Linked DNA regions of Zea mays: regions 1 and 3 are each linked to region 2. Evidence: chromatin contacts called from public Hi-C data. All regions are on one chromosome and are shown on one strand. Each heading gives the region's core, a stretch centred on a gene start, on an enhancer-like site or on the middle of the called end of the contact. The rest is flanking DNA. Distances are from core to core; before and after follow the strand shown. Region 1 holds the start of LOC103642136 (auxin-responsive protein IAA33). Region 2 holds the start of LOC542052 (proton-exporting ATPase 4). Region 3 holds the start of LOC100275576.

Region 1 (2,817 bases), core at 237-2,736, 230 kb after region 2:
GGCGCCGCCGATCGAGAGTGTCAGCCGTCGTCAGTGGCCGGACCACGTCGCGTCGTCGATCGATGGACTACTGCTACTGCATCGATGGATGAGTCCCGATCCATCGGTGATCGGTCCAATAATTCCAGCTGACCAGTCAGGCAGAGCCACAGAGGACATGATTGACGGCTCGCGGGGGTTGGAAGCCGACACGGTACGTGCGCCACACACTTGGATTGGATCACGACTTGACACGGAGCGCGCCCGGCGCTAGCTAGATCGAGAGCTATCACATACAGGATCATATCATTCGGTCATCAGCTCAGCTGATTCTGAATTGCTGCTGGTCATGACATAACCTTGTTCATTGCTTTGCGTACGTGCTTTAATTATAGGTCTTTAATTAACGACAACATGCATGGGGCCGGGTATAATATAATGGAGAGAGCTGAGTGAATGAATTGAAGAACACAACGATGGAGTAGACGACAGCTGCAGCTAGCGGCTAGCAGTAATAATTGCATGCGAGAGTCTAACAAAAGCTAGCCCGGCCCGGCCGGACGCCGGCGACTAGTTGCTGTGGTTGACATCTCCTCCTCCGCATTTCTTGGCGCGGCTTGACGACGACGTCGTCTTCTTGGCAGGGATGATCCGGATCCTTTTGGCGACGCGAACAAAATCGCTGCGATGCAATCATGCACACCATCGAGAGAGTAAATCGAGCTGTGTGTTTGAAACGACGGAAAACCAGTTTTAAGTTTGTGGTCACATCAGTAGTTAATAATTAAATTCTCTCTCACTTCCACTTGAGATCGCCGGCGAGGAGGAGGTCGTCCTCCATGTCCTCGTACGCGACGACGTGGCCCGGGACGGCATTGGCGAGGTCGAGGTCGAGGTCGTCCTCGCCGCGCTGCTGCTGCTGCTGCTGGTGGTGGTGGTTGTGGACGTCGGAGTCGTCGTCGTCGGAGTCGACGAACATGCGGCGGAGCGTGCCCGCCAGGCTGCGGTACCCCGTGTGGCGGTTGAGGTGGACGCGGTGGCAGATGCAGCGCCCGTCCAGGACCACGGTGACGGGCGGGACCACGGCCGCGGCCGCGTCGTCGGCGTCCTGCACCGACAGCGTCAGGCGCTGCGGCCCAGCGGGCGGCCGCCGCCGCTTATTCGCGTGCTGCTCGAAGCTCGCGCCGCCGCTGCTCATCGTGGTGGAGGAAGGGGGGACTTGAGTTGACCTCGTCGGATGGCGTATCTATCTGTAGTGGCTGCGGTGTGGACGGAGGAAGGAATGAGGATGGGGAAGTGATGAGAGCGCTTTCCTCTCCCGATGGCTAGCCGTGTTTTGTTAGGGTTGCAAGCCTGCTGCTGCTGGGGGTGGTGAGGATGGATTTATAGGAGGTGGGCCGGGTTAACATGTTGCTGAACATGTTCACAACTGAATCCGACGAATAGCCACGTACCCAACGGGCCGGATGGAACTGACCTGTCAGTAAGCAGCACACAAACAAGGGCGGGCGGGGGCGGGTGTTGCTTGCAAGTGAGAAAAAGGAGGACGCAGCTAGCTAGCTAGCGATCGATCGGTGCACACACACGCACTCCGATGGGAGTATATATACTAGTAGTACGTAGTAAACAAAGCCGGATCGTCGGCGGCGACCCGCTCTGTCTCTGTGCTGTGCATGGGAAATGGATGGATGGCCTGGGCGCGCGTTTTCCTGGGGATGATGGAGAGAGAGACAGAGAGCGAGCGCACTGCGCATGGCATGCATGCGTGCGTGCCGGTTGACACGACCGGCCGGGGGTTTTGCTCGTTCGTTCTCGGCTCGTCGTCCTCTCCTCTTCACCGCACCGGGACGGTCGTCGCGTGCTGGTCGTGCCCCACGCCATGGGCGCGCGCGCACACGTACGGGATACACAGTAACGGTGCTGGAGCGGCACACGTACGACTGCACGACGAGACGATCGCAGCTTAGATCTCGTCTCTCCGTTAGCTCCAAATTTTAAGGTGCACGAGCACGACTACTTCTCCCCCCCGGCCGATCCGTGTACGTACGTGAGGTTGCGGTTCTACGGGGCATGTATTTCCGCGCATTGACGACGGTACAGCCCGCCAGGCCGCCGCATTGATCAAGAGTTTCAAGACTCGTTCGTACGTACTCATATTGTGACAGAACAGCGTCGATCGTGTGTATATATAGTCGATCGATCGCCATTCTGTACACAACAAACACCCGTCGCAGGACTGAAATACATGCCATGCCATGCCACGACCGTACCGGCTGCGTGCATATATAGTATAATTCTCGTGAAATGGCACAGTAACTACTACGCGCTACGTATAGCTACTGTTAGTATCAGTAGTTGTATAGTTTTCTGCATCGTCATGCCATGCATGGGGATCCATGCGCAGCTGCGACGGCCGAAGCAACAGCACAACGAAAGTGTCCTTCGTACGCGTGCGTGCGCCCGCCCGGCCGGCCCGCCTGTTTTTCTAGACCGATGATTTCGGCCGGCGTGCGCACATGCACGCTCGCCCTGCCACTACCACACTATCACTATACTGGCGGCATGCATGTACTACTCCGGTCCTATACAGCTAGCTAGCTAGCTAGCTGCTCTCCAAAGTCACCTGCTAGCTGCTTCTTTCCCAGGAACTTGTTTTTATCTTTCCTAGATTAGACAGCAGTGCACGAGGGCGGGCGGGCGCCGAGGAGCGCAGGCCGCGCCACGCACGCCGGGGACGGTCGGGTCGGCTCTGCTCTGCTCTGCTGCCTGCGCGCGACGACCTGTCCGCCGCACGTGCGCCGGTTGCGTGCGTCGCTCGCCTGTCTGCCAGCTGCTGCC
Region 2 (2,700 bases), core at 142-2,641:
GGGCGGTGTACGGGGGGGGGCAATGATTGCCGGCCCGGCAGTACGGCCGTCCGATCTCGATCAGAGAGGGCGCTGGCGCAGGGCACTGCCGCTCGCTCCGCACCCTCCGTGGCCCCACCCATGTGTGTGAGTGTGACCCCGCAAGCACGGGCGCGCGCGTGTGTGAACCGGCCGAATTGGACGGAACAAAACAGATGAGCAGGGCAGCGGGAAGGGGGCCACCCGTCATACTCAGGTGGCATAGTGCTCCACTTGGTCAACAGGGATTAATAATTGAAACGGGTTCCCTATTTTCCTCCCTCTGATCTCAGCAGCATGATCGCTGTCGATCTGCGTGCCCACCCCCCGCGCTGGCCAAAGGGACTGCACAAATTCGGATATTTTTTTGGGGGCCTCTCGTTAGGCATAGTTTCGTCGAACCATCGACGCTTGGACAGATCGATGCGGCAAAAAAACGTACGGAGACGGCGTATAGTGGATTTTGCTCCGTGGTCAAATCCGGGCAACGTATTAAATACGGCAGATCGAATCGATCCAGAGGGTGGGTGTTTCGCTCCGAGCTAGAAGGCAAAGCTGTACGCATTCAATCAAACAGCTCACATGAGCAAGAGCAGAGCAAGACACGGGAGGAACATGACCCACGGCCGGCCAGGTGTTGCCGGCCCTCTCCCCCCTTGTCCGAAAAGCTGCTAGAGAGATTGGTTGAGCGCGTAAAAGGCAGCTAGCGATGCGACCCCATCCATCGTCCATGCGGAGAAAATGGAAACAAACTAAGGCATAAAATCTTTTCGCATGAACAGGATTCCCTTCCTGCATGCTCCTCCTGCGTGTGAAATTGCTTTCAGAAGAGTTCAGACTCTGGACCACTTTTTTCTCTCTCGGTTTTTTTTTTTCCTTCCTCCTCCAGGACCAGCAAGAGCAGAGGAACAGAACAGGAAGTCAAAGGGCCGGGGCAAAAGCAAAACTGGCCGCCGTTACATAGTTCATCGTTGCCTCCAGGCTCTGAGGCTCCAGCAGAGTCAGCGCGTGCGTACGTATACTAGTGGTACTACTACTACTAGTACTACTGGCACAAGTATGGCAGTCTGAATTAAAAGGCGCGATCGAGCAAAAAAAAAAATAAAGCGAGGCAGTGGTAGCGGCAATTTCCTCACCAGATCGACGGCTTCATTCTTGATCTCCTCGAGCCCACCCATGGCGGTCGGCCGGCGCTGGAGCGGACCCTAGAAGCCAAGCCCGGCGGCAGACACGGGCATATGCCACGCGAACGCCGACTCGCTTCTCTTCTCGTGTGAGAAGGGAAGGGAAAGGGGCAAGCAAGCAAAGTAGTGGTGGTGGTGGAGTAGTAGCGCTTGCTGGGCGTCGAGTGGAACGGGAGGAGATGGGGGCGGACCTATATAGCGCCGCGCCGCTCCGCTTTGTACCCGCAGGCCGAGCCACCACCACCATCCCTAGCAGCCCTACGCCCCTACCACGACCCCCACAAGGGCCCACGGGGCCTGTCTCTTTTCGCGTGCCCCCCCGTCGAGTATTAGGTCGGCCCGCTGGCAGCCGGTGGGGTCTGGCCTGCGCGGTTGCGCCGGGCAGCCTCCGCACCCGGGCGTGGCCCCGCGCGTCAGCCACGTTCGGGTCGAGCGGTCACGGGTGGAGGTGGACCGTGGTGACATCCATTACACTTCCACCCCCCGGCTTCGGCTTCGAACGGAACAGAAGCCGCGCGTGTCAGGCACTGCGTGGTGGGCCCGCACCGTCACAGGGTAACGGCACGGGCTTTGGCTTCGGGCCGGGCTCGGTGAATTTGCGAGCCCCGATCCGTGCCGTGCGTGCCATCTCCTGTCGGGACGCGGAGATTCTTTGGCGGCATGAATTCGAACTATTCCACGTCCCAGCGAATGCAGGCGTCGTATCGGACCGCACGCAACCTCTATACAATACCGTACCAGTTTGGAGCTTCAAACAGGCAACCGGTCTCTTTGTAAGGGCTTGTTTGGTTAGCTGTCAATACATATAAATTAAGTGAATTCTTTTTTAATATTTTCTAATTCTATTTAATTAATGGATAACGGGGTTAACCGAACAAATGTAAGTTGGCACGGATCCTTCGGTCTCTTCCCGTTCTCGCTAACAAGGCCTGCCCTGCATTGGCAGATGGCGCAGACAGCAGCCGCGCGTTCCTTCCGTTGGCCGCACGCACGGCCACAAAGGAGCAGTTGCAGTTGAACGGCTATTCAGAAATCAGAAAGGGAAGAGACGACTGACTAAAAAAACAGGGAATTCTGTCTCAGGGATGCCGACGTGGCTCCTACCGGTCCGAGCCGCCTTCCACGGTTCCACCACTAGCCCTAGCTCGTCTGCGGCTTGGTCAGCGGACGGAGGGCCCAACGAGCTGATGCAGCTGCAAGTCTAGTCACTATATAAACACTAGAAAACAGTTCATACTAAAGGCAATCAAATAGGCCGAATAGTGACGCCTGACAGCAGCGCGAGTCCTGCTGCCGCTTCCGGTTTTCCAATTCATATCAACGCTAGCTAGATAGTTCTAAAACTAAATAAATGCCCATCGTGGAAGGTAAAAAAAAAAAGAGGCCCCTAAAAATACCCGTCAGTTCCAGATTTGAAGGGGAGTACCAAAAGCGTTCTGTCTCAAAGGGTCAAGGTTGACCCTTGCCATCTCTGCTACTACTGATTACTCTAAGGGGC
Region 3 (2,798 bases), core at 257-2,756, 150 kb before region 2:
GTTGAAGTGATCCTCACCTGCAACAATTAGTGGAGGTGGAAATTTCCTTGCACCACCCACACTTGCTGAACAAAATGGAATTCCCAGTGGAGCTCGTACAGGACTTCTCAATATTTCTGCAGACTGTTCTGCAGTGCTGCTCATGCTTCTTCTCTGTACAGGCAAATTATTGGGTGGCAACTGTTCCACACGCGGATGCTTTGCCACTGGCTCTACAGGTTCGCATTGTTGAAAACGCAATCTCTTCAACTCAAGTTGATTTAGTGTACCATTCTCCAGAGATCCAGAAGCATCGTGAGTAACTTGGTTGTGATTGGCAGCAGCCACCCTACAATTTGGACCCGTGTTATTTGTACTGTCTTTTAAAGTATGATCCTGTGCTCTGGCCACAGGCCTCAATCTCTGAATCTGTAACAACCTGGCATCACCATTGCAAGCATTCAACACTTCAGCAGCCTGATAAGCCTTCTTTACTGATGCTCCTACAGGTCTCCCTGCATCCAGTGGAGGTGGCGGGCACTTTCCCTGGTAGGCATTGTAGAGAATTGCACGGATTAGCCGGTTGTGCAGTTGAAGGTTCTCCCGCCCCAGGGTATGCAGGCACAGCTTTTCAAAGTCTTGCCTGCCGAGCCTCTCTGATAAGTAGCCATTCAAGTAGCCAAAATATCGCCGCGAGCGATCCGGACCAAGCTGCTTCTCCATCTGAGCTTTGAGCTCCCTGAGATCAATACGGCCATTCTGCTGTTGCTGCTGCGGTTGGGGAGCTGATGGCTGCTGCCGCGGTGCAGCCACTGGCCATGCCTCCTCCCTTACTGTGTCCATGCAGTTACCACCGCAGCAAACCCCAATATCAGACCCGGAGTAGAGAAACCAATGAATTGGGGATAGCACGCCGCACCCAGCTAGGATCAAACCATTAGGGCTTGCGCCGCTTCCTGCAGAGAGCGAGCCCGTACCCCAATTCCCAGCTCGCCGGCCATGGAGGGGATCTCATCACCGCTGGCGCCGCACCAACCGCCGCGAGATCCCAGGGAGCGGCGCGGCAGGCCCGAATCAAGCATAGAGGCCGCGGGCCTGGCGAGCCAATTGGATTACCCACCCAAACCCTAGAGCAATGGGGGCATGATCCTCGGCCCCAGGCGAGCTCGTACCTGCTGGATCTCCGGCGAGGGAGACGACGCGCCCGGTGCAACCGAATCGAATCCGAGAAACAGCAGGAATTGAGCTGACCTCCGAGAGGGGAGCAATTGGGGTTGGCGGGCGGGAGCGGGACGGGGACCAGCCGAAGACGAATTGCCCTCGCTGCTCACCGGCGGGCGGGCGGGCGGGCGGCTCTCTCGGCGGCGTTGCTCGGGCGCGTGGCGAGGCGGCTGCCTGCTGCTGCAGCTTCGTGTGGGTTGGGAACTTGGGATGGGCTCGCTCGTGTCTGCTTCGCTCCTTGCTTCTTCGTGTTCGTCTCAGGCTTGGGCTCTCCCTGTTTTCTTTTTTTCCTTTTTCCTCTTCGAGGGTTTTTTTCTCGGCCGTTGAATCGGATTTGATCGCGCAGGAGTGCCCGGAAGACAAGAGAAGCCCAGCAGAGCGAAAGATCTGCTCCGCGTCAGCCAAAGAGGAGGGCTTTTGGCTTCCTGGCCTGTCTCTTCTCTCCTTTCATTGCTATACTTGCTACTAGCAAACATGTTGGTATATTGTACTAACAAACAAACAACATGTAAAAGTTAACCTAATCTTGTTAGATTTAATTAGACTTTACACAATCTTATTTAGTTAAATCAAAGAATAAATAACTTTTTTTGTTGTAACAAAGGATTGATCTCTCTCAGAAAATTGACTAGAGATAAGGGGTGTTTCATGTTTGGCATGGCTCCAGCTCTAACCTAGAGTAGAAATTTTCTATCCAAACACCTCAACTATACAGAAAAAAACTTCATAGAGTTTTTAAAATCGTATTAAAAAAATTAGAGTACCTCCTTTCCGGTGGCAGACCCAGAAATTGGCCAAGACCCGAGTCAAAGCGATACTAAACCCCCAACAACATTAGCATATAAATAAAAAGTGTACAATGAAAAGACATCTTCATAGATGTTAGAGATGACATACAAGTTACAACGTGGCTCCTTCCAAACGCATCATGTCAATCAATGGTAGTGCTTCTTGCTCCAAAACTTTGAAGGAAACCACGTTAAAACGCAACTTGAAAGATAATGTTAAATAAATTCAACAATGCTAGTAATTAGTACATACCACTAGTACGGGGTAGATTCACCTTGCGGGTTCTAATGCCCTGAAAATGACCAAATATCTTTACATCTTCAATGCTTGCACAGTAGACACGTCGGGTGTTAGAGCTAGAGAGAAAAATGATTGAATGTTCTAGGTCTCTTAGGTGATACTAATCACCAAAAATAACAAGGACTAGACAATCACTTGACCAAATCAAGTCTAATGAAGGTGGTCGTTGCACATAAGTCAGTCTATGCACTAATGAGGTCACTAATTATGTGATTATTAACTCTTAAATCTCCTTGCTATGCAAAAGATCCTCCACACTCTCAAGTAGATGCTTCGTCTATTGAAAGGGCAAGACACCTCAATAGACTAAGTTGGGGTATAAATAGCCCTGAAGGGGTGAATTAGTTGTTACATCCCCAATCAACATAGTTGGGGGCACCAAACATGTCCGGTGCTCACAAACCCATTGCATCGAACACAACGATTCCTTCATAGTTATTATAAGTGGCATCCGATGCGCATACTAGTGCCACACCGAACACATTCGATGAGTATAGTCCCAAGATACA

Evidence for each region. Hi-C and Micro-C count contacts between places; a contact is called where the count stands out from the background.
Region 1: a contact with region 2 is called in a Hi-C map of leaf, with 9 times the contacts expected there. The contact joins the promoter of LOC103642136 here to the promoter of LOC542052 in region 2. A contact is called at or near these places in 2 of 25 Hi-C or Micro-C datasets (leaf and tassel).
Region 3: a contact with region 2 is called in a Hi-C map of tassel, with 4 times the contacts expected there. The contact joins the promoter of LOC100275576 here to the promoter of LOC542052 in region 2. A contact is called at or near these places in 4 of 25 Hi-C or Micro-C datasets (ear, leaf, tassel and 1 more).

What each region holds. Positions count from the first base shown.
Region 1 is chr10:148,175,437-148,178,253 of Zm-B73-REFERENCE-NAM-5.0, reverse strand. LOC103642136 (auxin-responsive protein IAA33) reads right to left here and starts at 1,486. Exons shown (of 2, transcript XM_008665444.4): 1 at 780-1,486; 2 at 329-702. The coding sequence starts at 1,177. The coding sequence ends at 522.
Region 2 is chr10:148,408,647-148,411,346 of Zm-B73-REFERENCE-NAM-5.0, reverse strand. LOC542052 (proton-exporting ATPase 4) reads right to left here and starts at 1,391. Exons shown (of 13, transcript NM_001305848.1): 1 at 1,155-1,391. The coding sequence starts at 1,196.
Region 3 is chr10:148,559,907-148,562,704 of Zm-B73-REFERENCE-NAM-5.0, reverse strand. LOC100275576 reads right to left here and starts at 1,506. Exons shown (of 1, transcript NM_001149627.2): 1 at 1-1,506. The coding sequence starts at 822.